2 separate regions of the Sus scrofa genome follow, and region 1 is linked to region 2. The links are chromatin contacts, called in public HiChIP or PLAC-seq maps. All regions are on one chromosome and are shown on one strand. The core of a region is the stretch at or near the end of the contact, and the rest is flanking DNA. Distances in the headings are between cores, read along the strand shown.

Region 1 (4,750 bases), core at 522-3,021, 150 kb after region 2:
CAGGTGAACTTGTTCCCACTCATCCAGACCATGCACTCAAACCTGGCTGGGAAAATTACGGGGATGCTGCTGGAGATTGACAACTCGGAGCTGCTGCACATGCTGGAGTCCCCCGAGTCTCTCTGCTCCAAGGTGAGCTGGTTCTCCGACCCTGTCACTTCGGCTCACTTGGCTCAGGATGTGTGTGTGTGGGGGGGTCTTCTGCCCCCATGACCTCTTCCTTGTGCCTCACCTGCGATCGGAGGGCTGCTGTGCTGTGGGCATGTGAGAAAGCAGTTCACACCAGAAGCCCCCGCTGGGCCTGGGCGCCAGGGAGGGACGGAGGGGCTCTCCTCAGATGTCACTGACCACCTGGAGATCTCTCACAGGTGGATGAAGCTGTAGCGGTCCTACAGGCTCATCATGCCAAGAAAGAAGCTGCCCAGAAGGTGGGCGCTGTTGTTGCTGCTACCTCTTAGACAAGGACAAACCATATGTTTGGCTTTTTCATTTCCTTCAGTGGTGGTGGGGGGAGGTGATGGGAGGGTTTGTTTGTTTGTTTTGTCTGTGTGTTTGTTTTTGCTGCATCAGGAGCATGTGGAAATTCCCGAGCCACGAATCGAACCTAAGCCACAGCAGTGACAACAATCCTTAATTTCCAGGCCACCAGGGAACTCCCAGAGCACTATTTTAGAACATGAATGTGACCATGGAACTCCCTATTACAACCTTCAGTAGCTTCTCAAAACTTATAAATCCTCCACGTGGTTTACAGGGCCCTGCATCACCTGATCCCTGCCCAGCTTGCCTGCCTAAGGTTTTCTGCCCCTCCCCTCCCAACCCCCATGCTCTGGCCTTTCAGTTTCTTGAACACACAGACACTGTCTCCTCTCTCTGAAACTGTTTTCTCTACTTCCTCCTCTCTCTGGCTCCTCTTCCTCCAGGTTTCAGCTTAAATATGACCTCAGGGAGATCTTAACCCACTGCTGTATCTAAAGCAGATGGCCCTATTATTTTGTATAACATGTCGATCAGTGATTTATGTATTAGTTGTTTTATTCCAAGAGTTGGCAAACGTTTTTCCTCAAGAGTCTGATGGTAAATATTTCAAGCTTTATAGGCCCTAGGTCTGCCCTTGCAGTGTGAAAACACTCACAGACCAATACTTAAAGGAATGAGCATGTCTGGGTTCCAATAAATTTTTGTGTATGAAAATTGAACTTCATACAGTTTTTTTTTTTTTTCCTTTTTTAGGGCCACACCTGCGACATATGTAAGTTCCCAGGCTAGGGGTCAAATCAGAGCTGCAGCTGCCAGCCTACACCACAGCCACAGCGAGCACAGCCACCACAAGGCAGGATCCCAGCCGCATCTGTGATCTAGGCAGCTGCTTGCTTGCAGCGACGCTGGATCCTTAACCCAATGAGCAAGGTCAGGGATGGAACCTGCAACCTCAGGAATACTAGTCAGATTCTTAACTTACGGAGCCAATAACGGGAACTCCTGAACTTCATATGGTTTTCATGTGTCAGGAAATATTATTCCTGTTTGGATTTTTTTTTTTTTTTCCAGCTACTATTTGTGGCTCCGGGGTTGTCCAAAAACAAACTGGCGAGGGTGGACCGCGGGCCGTAGCTTATTGGTAGTTTATTATCTGCGGACTCCAGCTGATTGCTCAAAGGACTGTTTTCCTCACGACAGCGCAAAGGCAGCGCGGCGACCAGGCCCCCCCTCACCCACCGACATGCACCTGCGCAATGCGGGCGAGAATCACCGCGAGTAGGAAGCCGCTTAGGCCCACGCCTAAATGGGCGGGGCCTGCGAGCGCCGAACGCGGGGGCGGGGCCCGAGAGCGGGCTTCCGGCGGAAGAGCGTGCGAGCAAGATGGCCACTACCAAGCGAGTGTTGTACGTGGGTGAGCAGGCGCGGGTGCTAAGTGGAGTCTGGGCGAACCTGGCCGTGAGTGGGTCGTGGCGTGGAGCTGGACAGGTCTCCGGACGCGGAGGCCGGCGAGCAGCTGTCTAGGCCGCATCTATGGCGGTATTGCTTGGCCTCAGGGTGGGACCCCGAGACCCAACGATCACTTCAATTCTTCCAAGCCCGCTAAACTCACAGGAACCTCTTCACCTCTTGGGCCCAGGCCAGTGTTAGCTTAATATTAGGGACCTCTGAATCCTCGTGCCCATTCACTTTACATTCTTTGCAGAGATGGCTCAGCCCCCCTGTTGCCTTTAAGGAAAGAGTTCCCAGACTAGCCGGGTAAAAGTGGGAATAACGTTAATAGTGTAATTTGATGAGTGCTTTGGTGGACAATGGTGATAGGGGCCTGAGTTCGGGAAGAAATGACCCTCCATTTGGAGAGTTGAGAGCACACTTATAGAATGCTGTGACGCTGGAGCTGATGAGTCTCAGTTAGTCAGCCAAAGTAGGGCAGGTGTGTTTACTAAAAGGGAGCATAAAGCAAAAGCCCAAAGGTGTGAAGTAGCCTGATACTTGGGGGCAAGGGGAGAGAGGCTCGAAGAGGTGGGCGGGGCCTTGTGAAAAACCTTATGTGCACTGCTAAGGCGTTTATACGTTATTCTGAGGACAGTGGGAAACCTTCGAAGTAGTTTAAGCAGAGAAATGATGGGTTAAAATCTGAACGTTTCCATGATGGTACTGGTTGGTTTTGTGGGGGTTATTTATGAAGTTATTGCAGTAATCCTGGGGCTTACTTCAGATGAGTCTTTTTTTTTTTTTTGGTCTTTTCTGTCTTTATAGGGCCGCACCCACAGCATATGGAGGTTCTCAGGCTAGGGGTCTAATTGGAGCTGTTGCTACCGGCCTATGCCACAGCCACAGCCAACAGCAACACCAGATCCTAGTCGCGTCTGCGACCTACACCACAGCTCACGGCAACGCCAGATCCCTAACCCACTGAGCGAGGCCAGGGATCAAACCCACGACTTCATGGTTCCTAGTCGGATTAACTTCTGCTGTGCCGCAACGGGCGCTTCTGCTGTGCTGCGACAGGAACTCCCAGATGAGAATCTTAAAGAAGGGTGAAAGGAGTGTGCTTCGTAAGTAGGCATGAGGGAGCAGATGAGAGGGGTGTTTGTGTACCCAAAGGACTGGATGGAAAGACCCCCTTGGCGGTCACGTGCTATCTGAATAGCAAGGACTTTTCAAGAGAATGGAGGGCAGTAACTCAAAAGGCCTTTGGCTTCTTTGCAGGTGGACTTGCAGAGGAGGTGGATGATAAAGTTCTTCATGCTGCTTTTATCCCTTTTGGAGACATCACAGATATCCAGATTCCTCTGGATTATGAAACAGGTGAGGCTTTTTAGTGTCTCTCATGCTCAGAATTCTCCTGCTAGAAAGAGAACTTAAAAAAAAACAAAAACCAAAAAACAACATTTAGGTCATATCACAGTGCATTTGAGATATGCCTTGGGCAGCATGACAGTGATCTCAATGCAGGACTCTTCTTAGGCTTGCAGTTGTGAGCTGTAATTTGCAGAGTCCTATCTGTTGTATTTGAGATAAGACAGTTATCAGTTAGCCAGTAGGAAGATTGGTTTTGAGCTACGTGGAGATATGTTGTTTCAAACTACTTACCAAACTACTTACTCTACCTCATCTCCCCCCTTCTTGGCAGCTGTGCTATTAATCAGGGTAGCAGGAAAGCCCAGCCCTAAGAGAGGAGCCTTAGCCTCTGCACATCTGGGTAAATTTTCTTTGGTTGTATTGGCTCTCTAAGGTTAATTGGTTAATTAACACTGTTGGGCACTTGGCCTTTCTATTTTGATTAGCATTTTGTGGAGGGTAAAGACTAAGTGTCCTTACTCAGGTTTTAGGACTCATGTTTTATGCAAAGTTGTTGTTCAGAATGTGTATTTGAAATGGATAATTTGATAGATTAAATGACTTCATTTTTCCAGCTGTCTTGCATGCAAAGGTTAAGGTTTTACTTTAGCTTTGGAAGAAGAACTGAATCCTTCCCCCCATCCCCCGCCCTGGCTACACCCTATGGCATGCAGAAGTTCCAAGGCCAGGATTCGAACCCACACCACAGCTGCAACTCAAGCCACAGCAGTGACTATGCTGGATCCTTAACTTGCTGCTCCACCAAGGGAACTCCTTGTATTCTTATTTTAAAGATTAAAAGTACAGTTCATTATTTAGCTATATTCACTACAGAACAGTTCAGTATAGCTTGAAATGTGGTTTAAACTAGGAAAAACCAAAGAATATGATTCCTTTTTCCAAAATAGTGATTGAATAGAATTTTCTAGTGAATGGATAAGACATATGACAGACTTCAGTTTCCTTATGACCACATGCTTCTTCCCTTTGCCCCCGTGGTAATTGCGATTTTGTTTACTTTTTTTTTTTTCTTTTCTTTTCTTTTCAGAAAAGCACCGAGGATTTGCTTTTGTTGAGTTTGAGTTGGCCGAGGTGAGAAAATTCTATTACCTGTGTTAAGTCTTTGGCTTCTGTTATTACTGTTACTGATTACAAAGGGAGCTGTTCGCCATTGGGTTGGGTTTCTGAGCCTCATGGTGATGGTTCCAGAGAGACAAAAAGTGCTATTTGAAAGAAAGCTTCCCTTGCTTAATCAAACTGGAGGCTGTGGTTAACATCTGAGACTGTCAGGTGCTGCCCCTCTTGCTCTGCAGAGATTCTGCAGCTCTGCTCATTGAACATTCTTACATGGCAGTACTGGCGATTATTTCTCTGCCTTCCACTTTCTTGCAAATAGCTTTGCCACCAACAGAGAACTTTCTTGTTG
Region 2 (5,244 bases), core at 809-3,308:
CTCCCAACAGGCCCGCAGCATACCTCTCCTCTCCGCGCTCCAGGCTCAGGCCCCAATCAGGGCTGGCAGAGAACTGCACCCAGTCCCAGCTCAGCCTCCAACCTTTTGTAGCTCCTTTTCCTCCTCAGAAGTCCTAGTTTCTTCACATGGGATGAAGTAAAAGGGTTATGACAACTTTAAAGGACTATTCACAGGTGAGGCGATAATCCCCACCAAAATAGCAGATTTCCAAACAGAGCTTCGCGGGACTACCTGCACACCTTCTTCCAGAGCCCAGGGCTGGTCCAGGAAAAGAAGTCCTCCACCCCAGTGGCAAAAACACAGCCCAGGGAGCTGGCCTGGCACATGCAGTTCTGGTAGTGCTAGCACAAGTGCCTGCTCAAGTCCAACACACAAAACTGTCCCCCTGCTTCCTACCTGCCCTGAAAGACTGCTTATCAGCACAGAATCGAAGACTCTTAGCCCAGGATAAAGTGAGGGGAGGGGGCAGCAGCTTTGCCACCTCAAATTTTTGAAGGAATTGTGTTTCAATCATCCATCCTGCTCTTTCTGCAGGAGCCCCAGCCAGTGACCAGGCAAGGGTCTCTAACGGAGCAGTCCCCACCACACGCATGGAATGACAGCAACTTCCCTCAGGTCCCCTTTACAACCTCCTTGGGCTCCTACCCCCCCCCCCAACTGTAAGCCCAAGGTCACCCAGTTAGCAAGTGGTGGAAACAAGATTGGGATTCATCTGATGCCAGGAATCCGTCTTCTCCACCCCCTGCATCCTGTCCCCCACCATGGCTTCCGTGGCCACGGGCTGTCGCAAAGCCCCCTCCACGGGGGGTGGGGACCTGGATGGAGAAGGACCCCCAGGGTCCCTCCAGAGCCCACGAATTTGTGGCCACAGCTTCTACTCACCGTCAGCCGGCTGCTGGAAGTTGACGTAGGCATAACCCAGGGAGCGGCGGGTGATCATATCGCGGCAGACCCGGATGGACAGCACAGGCCCCGCAGGACTGAACTTTTCGTACAGCATGGCCTCGGTGACGTCCGAGTGCAGGTCACCCACGTACAGGGAGGCCATGGGGTAGCTGCTGGCCGCAGCGTTCATCTCCCCAGCCCCCACCACCCCGAGCCCCGCCAGGAGGACTTCTTAGAGGGCCCGCTCAGGACAAAAGGGGCTCTGCTCCGAGCCGTGGCCCGCGCCGCGGCTCACAGGTGGCAGTGAAGCTCAGGGAAGCTGGAGTGGGCTCCAAGGGCCCAAGAAAGGAGTTCGGGGACGGCCCGGAGACTGCCAAACCGCAGACAAAAGGCTCTCAAAAACAATATGGCCCTCCCTGGGAGTTTGTAATTTTCAGCTGTCCTGGTCCGAAGCTCCCAATTTCAACCCAAGCAAAAAAATTAAAACGGGGAATCCCCTCCAAATTACAAAAATTCTTCTAGAGGCAACCCAATGGTGCCCACAGCGGCCTCCGGGACACACGTTTCTCTATAAATATAGGCCTCCGGCTCCAGGCGGTTTAAGATTACAGCAGCCCGGGGACGAGGGAAACCAAATATTTGTCGGTGCCGACTCGGCAAGCCCCGGGCGGCCGGAGCGCGCAGCCGCCTCCCACGCCGGGCCGGCGAAGGGCAGCGCGGACACGTGGTGCGCGGAGGCCGGGGCGCAGGGGGCGAGGGCGGCGGGCGCGGGGCTGCCACGCGGCGCGGCCGGGCGCGGGCGGAGGCGCGTGGACGCGGGCGCGCGGGCGGCTCACCACCTGACCGACGGACTGGGACCGACGGACGCCCAGGTGCGGCGGCGGGCAGGCCGGAAGCGCGCAAAAGTGACTTCCCCGCGGGTTCTCCGAGGAGGATTCGCTTTTTTTTCTTTCTTTCTTTCCTTTTTCTTTTTTTTTTTTTTTTTAAGGTTTTAAAGCGTTTTCGGGTTTTTTTTATCTTTTTCTCTTTTTTTCTTCAGGCTGCTAGGCCCGAAAGCGACGAAGGCTACGGCGACCCGGGGCGGAGAGAGGCGGCTGGGGGAGCCACCGCTCCATTTATACCCGCCCGCCCCGGGCGCTGCTGGTCGAAGGGCGCCTTGCGACCTGGGCGCAGTCGTGCCCGCCCACTCGGCCCGGGGGCCCGAGGCGGGGCGGCCACGCGAGAGCGTCCGGCTCGGCCGCGCGGCGCCACAGCGACCCCTGGCGCGCGGAGGACCGCCCCGCTGGGGCCTCCGCCGGACCCAAGGGTAGCTTTGCCTGCTGCTGGTGGAATCGGTAGAGTGTAAGCCACCCGCCTCTCCGGGACTAGAACACATGGATAGTGTGACCCACTCACATGCATCATGATTATAATCAATGTTTTGCCTAACTGTAAAATAAAGAAGACACAAAATAAATTATAGTCATGTAATAGGTGCTCCGCTATGTAAACAATTGGGCCCAAATCAAGAAGACTTTCTGAAGTTTTTAGAAAACTAGATCCTAAAGATGGAATCATCCCAAATAGGACAGCTACCAATGCAGTAGTAGCTGGTGATGGGATTCCCCAGAAAGATGAACAAATTTTGGGAGAGCTTCAATTAAACAAAATACAGTCATCCTTCTATTTACATGGTAGTGGTATCCCTGGAATTTAGTTCATGTTAAAATATGTTCTGGGGAGTGTCATTGTGGCTCAGTGGTAAGGAACCCCACCAGTATCAATGGGGATTCGGGTTCAGTCCCTGGCCTGCTCAATGAGTTAAGGATCCAACTGTGCTACAAGCTGCTGTCAGATGCAGCTCAGATCCTGTGTTGCTGTGGCTGTGTTATAGGCCGGCAGCTACAACTCCGTTTGGACCACTAGCTCGGGAACTTCCATATGCCACAGGTGTGGCCCTAAAAAGAAAAAAAAAAATGTCCTGGGAAGTTCCCTTATGGTGCAGTAGGTTAAGGATGAGACATTATGGCAGCTGTGGCGCCAATCACAACTGTGGCAGTTTAGATGCCTGGCCTGAGAATGTCCACATGCTGCCAGGGCGTGGCCAAAACAAAAGTTCTGTTTCTCTGTAAAAGTGAGTGAGGATCAGAGTTTCCGTTATGGCTCAGTGGTTAATGAATCTGACTAGGAATCATGAGGTTGAGGGTTCGATCCCTGGCCTTGCTCAGTGGGTTAAGGATCCGGTGTTGCCATGAGCTGTGGTGTAGGTCGCAGACGCAGCTCGGATCCTGTGTTGCTGTGGCTGTGGTATAGGCCGGCAGCTACAGCTCCAATTCGACCCATAGGATGGGAACCTCCATATGCCTCAGGAGTGACTCAAGAAATGGCAAAAAGATAAAAAAGAAAAAAAAAAGGAGTGAGGGTCTAGACTCTAAATTTTAAAAATATTTCTCCTAGAGTTCCCATGCAGCTCAGTGGAAAGGAATCTGACTAGTATCCATGAGGAAGCAGGTTCCATCCCTGACCTCGCTCAGTGGGTTAAGGATCTGGTGTTGCTGTGAGCTGTGGTGTAGGTCACAGGTCACAGACTCCACTCAGATCCCCCGTTGCTGTGGCTGTGGCGTAGGGTGGTAGCTGCAGCTCCAATTTGACTCCTAGCCTGGGAACCTCCATATGCCTCAGATGTGGCCCTAAAAAGACAATAAATAAATAAAGAGAAAAAGATTTCTCCTTTGCTTGAGGATCTTTGGAAGTCACGTGGTACATGGGACCAGTCTACCTCAAGTGGGATTGTCCCCATGTGTTGCAAGATATACAGAGACAGCATAAATGCCAGGAACCACCCTGAGCATCATTGTGACCCAAAACAGAAATTACTAAAAGGCACAGAGATACTCCCATTGAAAACCAATGATTTGGAGTTCCCATCATGGGGCAGCAGAAATGAATTCCACTGTGGAGCCACAGTGGGAACTCTCAGTGGTTGCATAATAAATGGTTAAAAAGGGAAAAACAGGGAGTTCCCATAGTGGCTCAGTGGTTAACGAATCTGACTAGGAACCACAAGGTTGCAGGCTAAATCCCTGGCCTCGCTCAGCGGGTTAAGGATCCGGCATTACTGTAAGCTGTGGTGTAGGCTGGCAGCTGCTCCTCTGATTAGACCCCTAGCCTGGGAACCTCCATATGCCTCGAGTGCGGCCCTAAAAAAAAAGACCGAAAAAAAAAAAAAAAAAGAAAGAAAACCACCGATTTGATTAAATGAAGAAATATTACTATTTATATATTTATTCAAAGAGGATTTATCTGGCTCAGTGGGCTGAGGATCCGGTATGTTGTCACTGCTGTGGCTCTGGTTACTACTGTAGCTCAAGTTGGATCCCTGGCCCCAGAATTTCCGCATGCCACAGGTGTGGCCCAGCACCTTCCCCCCCCAACATTCACAAAACAAAACAAAAACAACAACAAAAGAAAGAAATGGTTAATCTAGGCTCACTCTATGTCAACACCAGGTCAAGGTGCTGGGGATACCATGGTGGACAAAGTTGGGGAAGTCCCTCTCTTGTGAAGGTGATAGTCTAGTTAACATATTCAGTCAAGAAACATTTATGGAGCACTCCATTTATAGACAGAACCCCTCCTCCCGGAAGCCTTCCCAGACCACCTAGTGGTTTACAGTAGCCCGACAGTACTGTTCATCTCAGCACACGATCCTGGCTTATCTTCAAGGCTCACTACCTGAGATTATGTCATTCGTATATGTTTGCCTGTTTGGTGTCTGTCTTTTCCCTATGGTAGGTAAACTTCACGAGATCAGGAAGCTGGAGCAGTGCCAATGTGGCACATACTAAATATTATATACATATATATTGCTATTTTTAGGGCCGCACCCACGGCATATAGAGGTTCCCAGGCTAGGGGTCGAATAAGAATTGTAGCTGCCAGCCTATGCCAGAGCCACAGCAATGGGGGATCCGAGCTGTGTCTTCAACCTACACCATAGCTTATGGCAACACTGGATCCTTAACCCACTGAGGAGGGCCAGGGATAGAACCTGCAACCTCATGGATACTAGACCGGTTCGTTAACTGCTGAGCCGCGAAGGGAACTCCAATAAATATTTGTAAAATAATTACTATAAACAAAGCCCACAAGAGTTCCCGTCGTGGCGTGGTGCAGTGGTTAACGAACCTGACTAGGAACCATGAGGTTGTGGGTTTGATCCCTGCCCTTGCTCAGTGGGTTGACGATCCAGCGTTGCCGTGAGCTGTGGTGTAGGTTGCAGACACAGCTCGGATCCCTCGTTGCTGTGGCTCTGGTGTAGGCCGGCAGCTACAGCTCCGATTGGACCCCTAGCCTGGG

What was found. HiChIP or PLAC-seq counts read pairs in DNA pulled down with a chosen protein or histone mark.
Region 1: an H3K27ac HiChIP or PLAC-seq map of alveolar macrophages shows a contact between it and region 2. The contact joins the promoter of PPIE here to the promoter of PABPC4 in region 2. A contact is called at or near these places in 11 of 47 Hi-C or Micro-C datasets (embryonic fibroblasts, epiblast stem cells, fetal liver and 7 more) and 2 of 2 datasets of contacts at active chromatin or transcription factors (alveolar macrophages and skeletal muscle).

What each region holds. Positions count from the first base shown.
Region 1 is chr6:95,546,811-95,551,560 of Sscrofa11.1, forward strand. PPIE (peptidyl-prolyl cis-trans isomerase E) reads left to right here and starts at 1,772. Exons shown (of 10, transcript XM_013999199.2): 1 at 1,772-1,886; 2 at 3,193-3,291; 3 at 4,373-4,416. The coding sequence starts at 1,787.
Region 2 is chr6:95,397,394-95,402,637 of Sscrofa11.1, forward strand. PABPC4 (polyadenylate-binding protein 4) reads right to left here and starts at 2,059. Exons shown (of 15, transcript XM_021095988.1): 1 at 904-2,059. The coding sequence starts at 1,096.